Regions from separate parts of the Gossypium hirsutum genome. Here region 2 is linked to region 1. Evidence: chromatin contacts called from public Hi-C data. All regions are on one chromosome and are shown on one strand. Each heading gives the region's core, a stretch centred on a gene start, on an enhancer-like site or on the middle of the called end of the contact. The rest is flanking DNA. Distances are from core to core; before and after follow the strand shown. Region 1 holds the start of LOC107897516 (transcription factor TGA4). Region 2 holds the start of LOC121203473.

Region 1 (3,584 bases), core at 537-3,036:
ATCTTATTACCTTGTAACTATTTCCTGTCTGCAATAGTGCATCCACATATATAGGTTTTTTTGTTCTTTTTTCTCTTTTCTCCCTTTGAAATCCACATATATAGGTTTTTTTGTTCTTTTTTCTCTTTTCTCCCTTTGACTTACTATTGTTATTCAAATGCTATGGTACCCAGCTTTAGAGATAAATGTTGAATACGGGTAAGCATACAATATGAGTATAGGTAATGTCTAAATAAGTGCCGGATATGAGTAGTTTGGAGAAAATGAGGAGTATGAGACTGAGAAACACAATTCAGAAGTAAAGTTCCCAATCCCTTTGATAAATAACCTTTAAAGTTTCCATTCGCTAGTAACTTGATAATAACCATTCAAGTTACTTGACACTGTGAAACTGCAGTTAGCCCCTTCCATATGAACACTATAGAAGCTTAGCTATTAAGGATGATAAATCTATGGTGACATTGGCATCGACAAGAAATGAATAGTGAAAAAACGATGAACAACGATATCCCCTCTTTAACTTTCCAAGCTCATAGAGTTTATAGTCCCATCGAAGGGCAACCAATGAATCACAATCAACTTCAATTTAGTGGTTTCTAAGAAAATATGGTTTATTTGTATCCAAGTGTATGAAAAAGATTGAAAACCCAATCATGACATCCTTATTTTCATATCATTATCCTCCATCCAACTCAGTCGTATGCTGTCAACTCTTGCCATTGTTGGAGGTCACTGTTGAACTTACCTCTTATTTTCATGGTGGACCTATTGTTGCTCGGACCTGGATATATTTGATACGAGTAGCGTTTCAATAATTTTTTTTCTTCAAAATTTTCATATATTTAGAGGATTCTTTAAAGATCAATCCTTAATCAAACATTAGTCAAATAAGGGTATTGGACGCAAATACTTCAAAAAAAAAAATCACGATCAACATAGGCTATTCCTACTACAATAACAAGATATTCCTCCATATGATCTTTCCTAATATGAACAAAGAGCTTCTTCTGCTATAGATGAAGTTAAGATAAACCAAAAGGATAAAGCTATTGCATATGAATCTGGATGAAAATGATTTGAAAACATCTAATTGAGACATTCAATAACAACAAAAAAAAAGAAGATCAAAGTCTCAAATAACTATGATAATAATAATCACAATCAATATTTATTCAATCTGTTTTCCCCTCTGAATGAAATTCAAACCAATTCAAAATTAATAAAAGGAAAAAAGAGGGCTACCCAATAACATGGTTCAACTGAAAATCCATTTTCTGAGCTCCAAAACAGAATTTTTTTTCCAATACTTTATTAATCCATCTTGCGAGAAAAACAACAGAAGATAACTCAAATTACAAAAACTACAAAAAAAAAATAGAGATATAGGTATAGAAAGGAAGAAGCTTTGTTTTAATTCAAATAAGTTGGTATGCTTCGCATTGATTTTCCCCAGCTTTTCCGGAAACCAAACAATTAAAAAGACAAAAAAACAAACCAACCTTTTGTTAAAAGAGTCGTTAGAACAAGTTTCCCGCTAAAATTTGAGGTCCAAAAACAGCAAAAAAGAAAACAAATTCCTTTCAAAAACCATAAGGAAATAGCTTCTTCTTCTTCTCTGCGAAACCCCTAAGCTTGTGTCGTATAATGCCCCAACACCAATCCTTCTGGGAACCCCAATCGCCCTTCACACTGATCGCATCTTTTCCCCTTTATTTTATTTTATTGTATTACTACAATCAGGATAATAACGTAATGCGAGCTGAAGAAACTCGACCTTCACTTAAAATTTTAATATTCAAAAAATATATTTTTTAAAATTGGATTTGATCGATTCTGTTTCACACAATCTTCATCTTTTTACTGTGATTATTCGTATTCAAAAATTAAAAATTATTTATTGAATTTAACTTAATAATTTAAAGTCCTTAAATAAAAAATAAAAAAATGGAACAATTGCACGTTTTTGCACTACAACATTTAACTTTTATATATTCTGTGGTTACTATTAGTATTTTTTAAATGATTACTTGTTAGATTTGTCTTCGTAATATCGTAATCCACAGTGAGTTGAACAGCACATTACCCATTAGCCATTATTTTAGAGGTTTTCAGAAAAATACAAAATGTTTTTTATTTTTATTTAAAAAATGGTCATCTTTCCACTAGCTCTGTTTATTTTATACCCGACTCAACTTTCTTCCTTTAATCCACGCGCATTGATTTCCTGCGTGTTCCTCACGTCAGTTTCCGGCGTAAAATTTTGTCCCTTCTCCTGTTTCTTCCCTTCCACTTCACGCTCTTAACCAGCGCTTGAATCTCACTCTCTCCTTTTTCAAAAAATATTATTTAGTTTAATTAGACGTTTGGTGAACCTAATTAATCATTAAATGATGACCCTTCCTTACATATTTGCTCTAATTGCCCCACCCCTTCACAACTTGTTAGAGACAATGCTGATCTCAACACTTCAAGCCTGTCTCACACTCTCTCTCTCTCGCTCTCTCTCTCTCTCTCCATGATATTCCCCTAACCAAAACCTAAAACTAAATCTCTACATCCTAACTTCATATAAATTTTATAAAAGTAAATTCTTCTTTTTTAATTGGTTAATTTTATTTTTTTGTACTTTTTAAAATTTAAAATTTTAGTTTTGATGCATACAGTTGTAAAATTAGTTTATTTTATCCAATTAGATCATTTTAAGTATCTAGTATATTTTTTAAATTATGAAATTTTAATATTGACGTAAATTAATTTATTAACTAATTCTTTAGTGAGTAATATGTAAAAATAACAAGTTAATATGTTATTACATATGATAACATATTTTTTTTAAGTAAAGTTGATATTCCAATTAATAAAGTGGTAGGAAAAAAAACTGACACAACAATAAAGAAAGACTAAAAAGAAGCAGAAACGACAAAAATAAACCACTACAGAAGCTAACTAATCAAAAGTAAAAACCAACAAAGCAAACCAACACAAACCCAGCCACAGAAAGAGAAAACCACCAGCAGAAAACAAGAGGAATATCAGCCAAAAGCTTTCCAGAGAAAAACCCCATTAGAAGCACAAAACAGAGATCAGGAAAATCGACTTTGAAACCCAGCAAAGGAGATTCCGCGAACCTTCTCCAATCTTCAAAGTCTACTCACATCTCAAACCCAAAGGAAGAAAGCAGAGCGGTCCATCTCAGCCAAATCTGCAACAGAGGAAGGAGCCTCCTCAACCCAAAAACAGGGAGATACCCGATGTCGTCCCTCCACCACTAAAGCATGCGCCGCTCTATTTATTTTTCTGGAGACAAACTGGTAAGACACTTTCTCAAAAAACCTCTCAAGAGAACGAATATTCTGTGAAATTGGGCTGAGAATAGATCTATCTATTTTGTTTGATGTCAGTTTCTTGATGACAGTAAGAGAGTCACCTTCTAGGATGAGATTTCTGAAACCTATATCTAGCGCAAAATAAAGAGCCCGTTCACATGCTCTCGTCTCAGCTACAAAAGCATCTGCCACATCCGCTATCGGGTACGTACAAGCACCTAAAATCTGCCCTTCCTCATCTCTAGCTAAAACTGCTGA
Region 2 (3,584 bases), core at 677-3,176, 210 kb before region 1:
AAAATATTTTTTTATACTCGGTATTACATGTATTGTACAAAATACGAGTGAAAAAAATACACATGGGTGCTAGCCATTGCACAAAAAAAAAATTTTAATCTTTGTTCCAATCATCAGGTAATTATTGGGAAATTTCTGACAGGGTGTCGGCCATGGGATGCTGGCACCCGTGCATTGTTCCTTTCAAGTCATTCTCGTAAATATTTTTGAACTTGAGTTATTCTTGTAAATATTTAATTGTTTTGGGTTAGTTTGGTAAAATAGCCGCCAATTGTCAACGTGTCATAATATTCTATTGATGTTGAGGTTAAAATATTTATTGTGTTGATAGAACTTGATCTTGAATAACTACAATGAATATTATTAAATTTTTTCATAATAATTTCATTTATTAAATAAATTAATAAATTTCCCTTTAAAAAAATTATTTACATACATAAGTGATAGTGCTTTGAATGTGAATGTTAAGTACAACCAATTCTTATTTGAGCTATTTAAATAAATATAAAGTATAATTTAGAAATAAGAGAAAAAGAATAAAGAAAGTGTATTTGAGGTGAAATAAATATAAAAGAAGAATGTACAAATAACTTTTATTTGAGCCTAACACGAGGTTAATGTGAAATTTTGTGTACAAATAACTTTTATTTGACCTAACACGAGGTTAATGTGAAATTTTGAACAGATGGAACCGCCCCGGCTCTTTGCACGTGAGAGTACTTCTTACAAGCCAATGATGGGGTTATTTTGAACCGTACACGGTCCAAAAAAGCATCATGTAAATTTCATGTCTCTAAATGTTAATGATTGAAGGATTGCAATTTACTAGATTATTGTGGAAAATGAATCATAATATAACGATGTCGTTTTCCTTTAGATGATTAAAGGGGTGGCAATTTGTTACACTACACCCACGTCAGCGTATCGTCTCGTATCAACGCGTCCTGCCTTTGCGGTAGTTCCACTTACATTCCACGTTGGACACCTCGAAGATACAGCATCACGCTTCTCTAATGGTCGTGATTCCACACGCTAGACCCACGCCTCTATAATGGACCGTATCTTTATCTAAACACTTTTTAATGAAGTTATTAAAAAAATTTATTATTTGTATTTATTAGTTTGTATTAAAATTATAGGGTAAAAAAATTAAAATATTTATACATTTTGTATATTTAGAATTTAATTTTTTTATTTTTATCTTTAAGAATTTAATTCATCTACTTTTAGATATAAAAATTTAAGTTCAATTGTTATCATCATTAAAATTTTTAAATTAATTATGTAATATAAAATTTTGAAATAAAAAATATTTACTTGGTAGTCATGTTGTGAATACTTGTTAAGAATTTCTTTTTCTTAAAAACATCAATTCGAACTCGTTATGATAAAATATTTTTTTATTGAAATAGTGCTTTTCAAGAAAATTTGATGTCAACATTTTGATTGATATGTTAACAATATAACTATTTAAACTAATTAATGACATTATAAAAAATAGAGGAATAAATTTATGTCAACAACTAAAATGTATAGATTAAATCTCAAGTTTGAGTATAGTTTAACGGCAAAAATAAAATTTGACCATTGTTTTATAATGTTTAAAAAAATAAAAAATTATGTGTGAAAATTTTTTAAGATATTCAAATTATATATAATCATGTAATAATTTAATAGAAAAATATTATAAATTGGGAATAGCATGGTTTTAGACGAGATGAAATCAATTCAAATATTAGTAAAATTTATGAGGGGCTGGATTTATGAATAAGTATCCTTATTTTATGTTTATATGATTAAATTCAATGTCTACTTTTTCCGTAAGCTCCCTCCTTCTGTCTTCTTACTTCTTTAAATAATAATGATGTTAATTTATGAAAAAAAATAAAACAAATAACTATCAACACGTAACAGAAATCACAATATCGGAAGAAAATCGTATTGTGAAACAAAACTTTACAGCGACGGAAGGATCCCACTTGATTCGCAACTGAACCACGCCTATTAGTTTGCGCGTGGTCCTCTGCTACAATCAAACATTTCACTTTCTTAATCACTCAGCTTCCATTAATCATCATATCATTACTTAAATCTCACCTTTCCATTCGTTTTTTTTTTTTTTTTACTTTCGATCCCCCCCCCCTCTTTGTTTTCCCTTCAGCTTTTCACCTACCATTCAGCAAATAATATGTTTGATTTTGGAGATGAACTAACCATCGAAGGCTACAGAATTCCATGGCTAATTTGGATCCAAATACTCGTACTCTTCCTTCTAATACTTCTTCTCTATTGCTTCAGCAGCCCCTTCGCTTTGGATCTCTCCGATGGCTCCTCCTCCGCTTCCGCTTCCCTTTCCTCCCAATCCCACTTGGATAAAATGCCTGCTCTTCATCATACTTCAACGCTTGTCTCCGCTCGTTTCCAGGTATAATCCCAACTCTTCTTTTCCTTTTATTCTATTGGGTCTGAGTCCTTTGGCTTATTTTGCTTCGTATTTGGATCTCTGGTTTATGTCTCGTGTTTGGATTTGATTGAGATTCTTTTGAGTTTAGTTTTTTTTGTGGAATTAAAATTCGAGTATTTCTGACGGATTTTTGAGTTGGGAATTCATTTGATTAGTTCAACCCAAAACAGACAAGTCCAAATCAAAAGAAACGTTAGAAACTAGAACATAACAGCTAGAAATGGTACACAAACTGGGAATTCTTGGTGCTTCAATAATTTGGACATACAGTGGATTTGGGGAAATTATGTGAATAGTATTATTGGCTTTGGGCCCCCTTTATCTGTTTTTTTGTTATCAAAACTATGAAATCGCATCCCAAACGGAACCGTAAAGCGTGTTTCCATTAGTTACTTTTAACACAAAGTTGTGCCACAAAAACCCAATCCACCAATGGAAGGAAAATGAAATTTTTTTCCAACTTTATGCTTTCTTTCAAGGCTTAGTTTAAACATATTTAATTGTTTATAACATTGTGCGACTTTATTAAGTCTACTAACTATACTATAGTTCTTTCTTTCTTTCTTTTTTCAGAAAAAGAAAAATTTTAAACACAACAATTTCTATTTTATGGGGAGATGGCAATAGAGTCTAGATGGATGGATGGGCACGTATATTACCTTATTAATTTTAGTTTAACATCTATAATCTGTTCATATTTTTACTAATTATTTTTAAAATTATTATAATTTAGTCATCAATACTGTTAGGGTATATATTGAAAATATAAAAATGGAGCGGAGTATAGATTGTGTCCACACAACATAATTGCTGTGCCTGCTGTTTTTAATGAAGTTAATTGAGTAGCACTTGGATTTTTCCTTTTTTTATAAAGAATAGTTGCTTCATTAAATGAACTTAATTGCATTTTCTGCTGTTTTGTTAGGCTAGTTGCGTAGTTTACTACTTATTTAGGTATTTTCTAAGCTTAACTGCCTAATTAGTTTTGGTCTATCTTCTACACTATCAACTACTCACTAAATCTTTCCCAAACCCAACTTTACTTTCTTTTTCAAGTAATAAATGCTTTATTATGTTTTGTTAACCGAAATTAAATATTATACGTTGTTGTTATGATTTG

The links. Hi-C and Micro-C count contacts between places; a contact is called where the count stands out from the background.
Region 2: a contact with region 1 is called in a Hi-C map of leaf, with 3 times the contacts expected there. The contact joins the promoter of LOC121203473 here to the promoter of LOC107897516 in region 1. A contact is called at or near these places in 4 of 34 Hi-C or Micro-C datasets (callus, leaf and petal).

Annotation. Positions count from the first base shown.
Region 1 is chrA10:16,080,856-16,084,439 of Gossypium_hirsutum_v2.1, reverse strand. It overlaps LOC107897516 (transcription factor TGA4), which reads right to left and starts at 1,786. Exons shown (of 10, transcript XR_001684169.2): 1 at 1,500-1,786.
Region 2 is chrA10:16,289,878-16,293,461 of Gossypium_hirsutum_v2.1, reverse strand. It overlaps LOC121203473, which reads left to right and starts at 1,926. Exons shown (of 2, transcript XM_041078794.1): 1 at 1,926-2,425. The coding sequence starts at 2,325.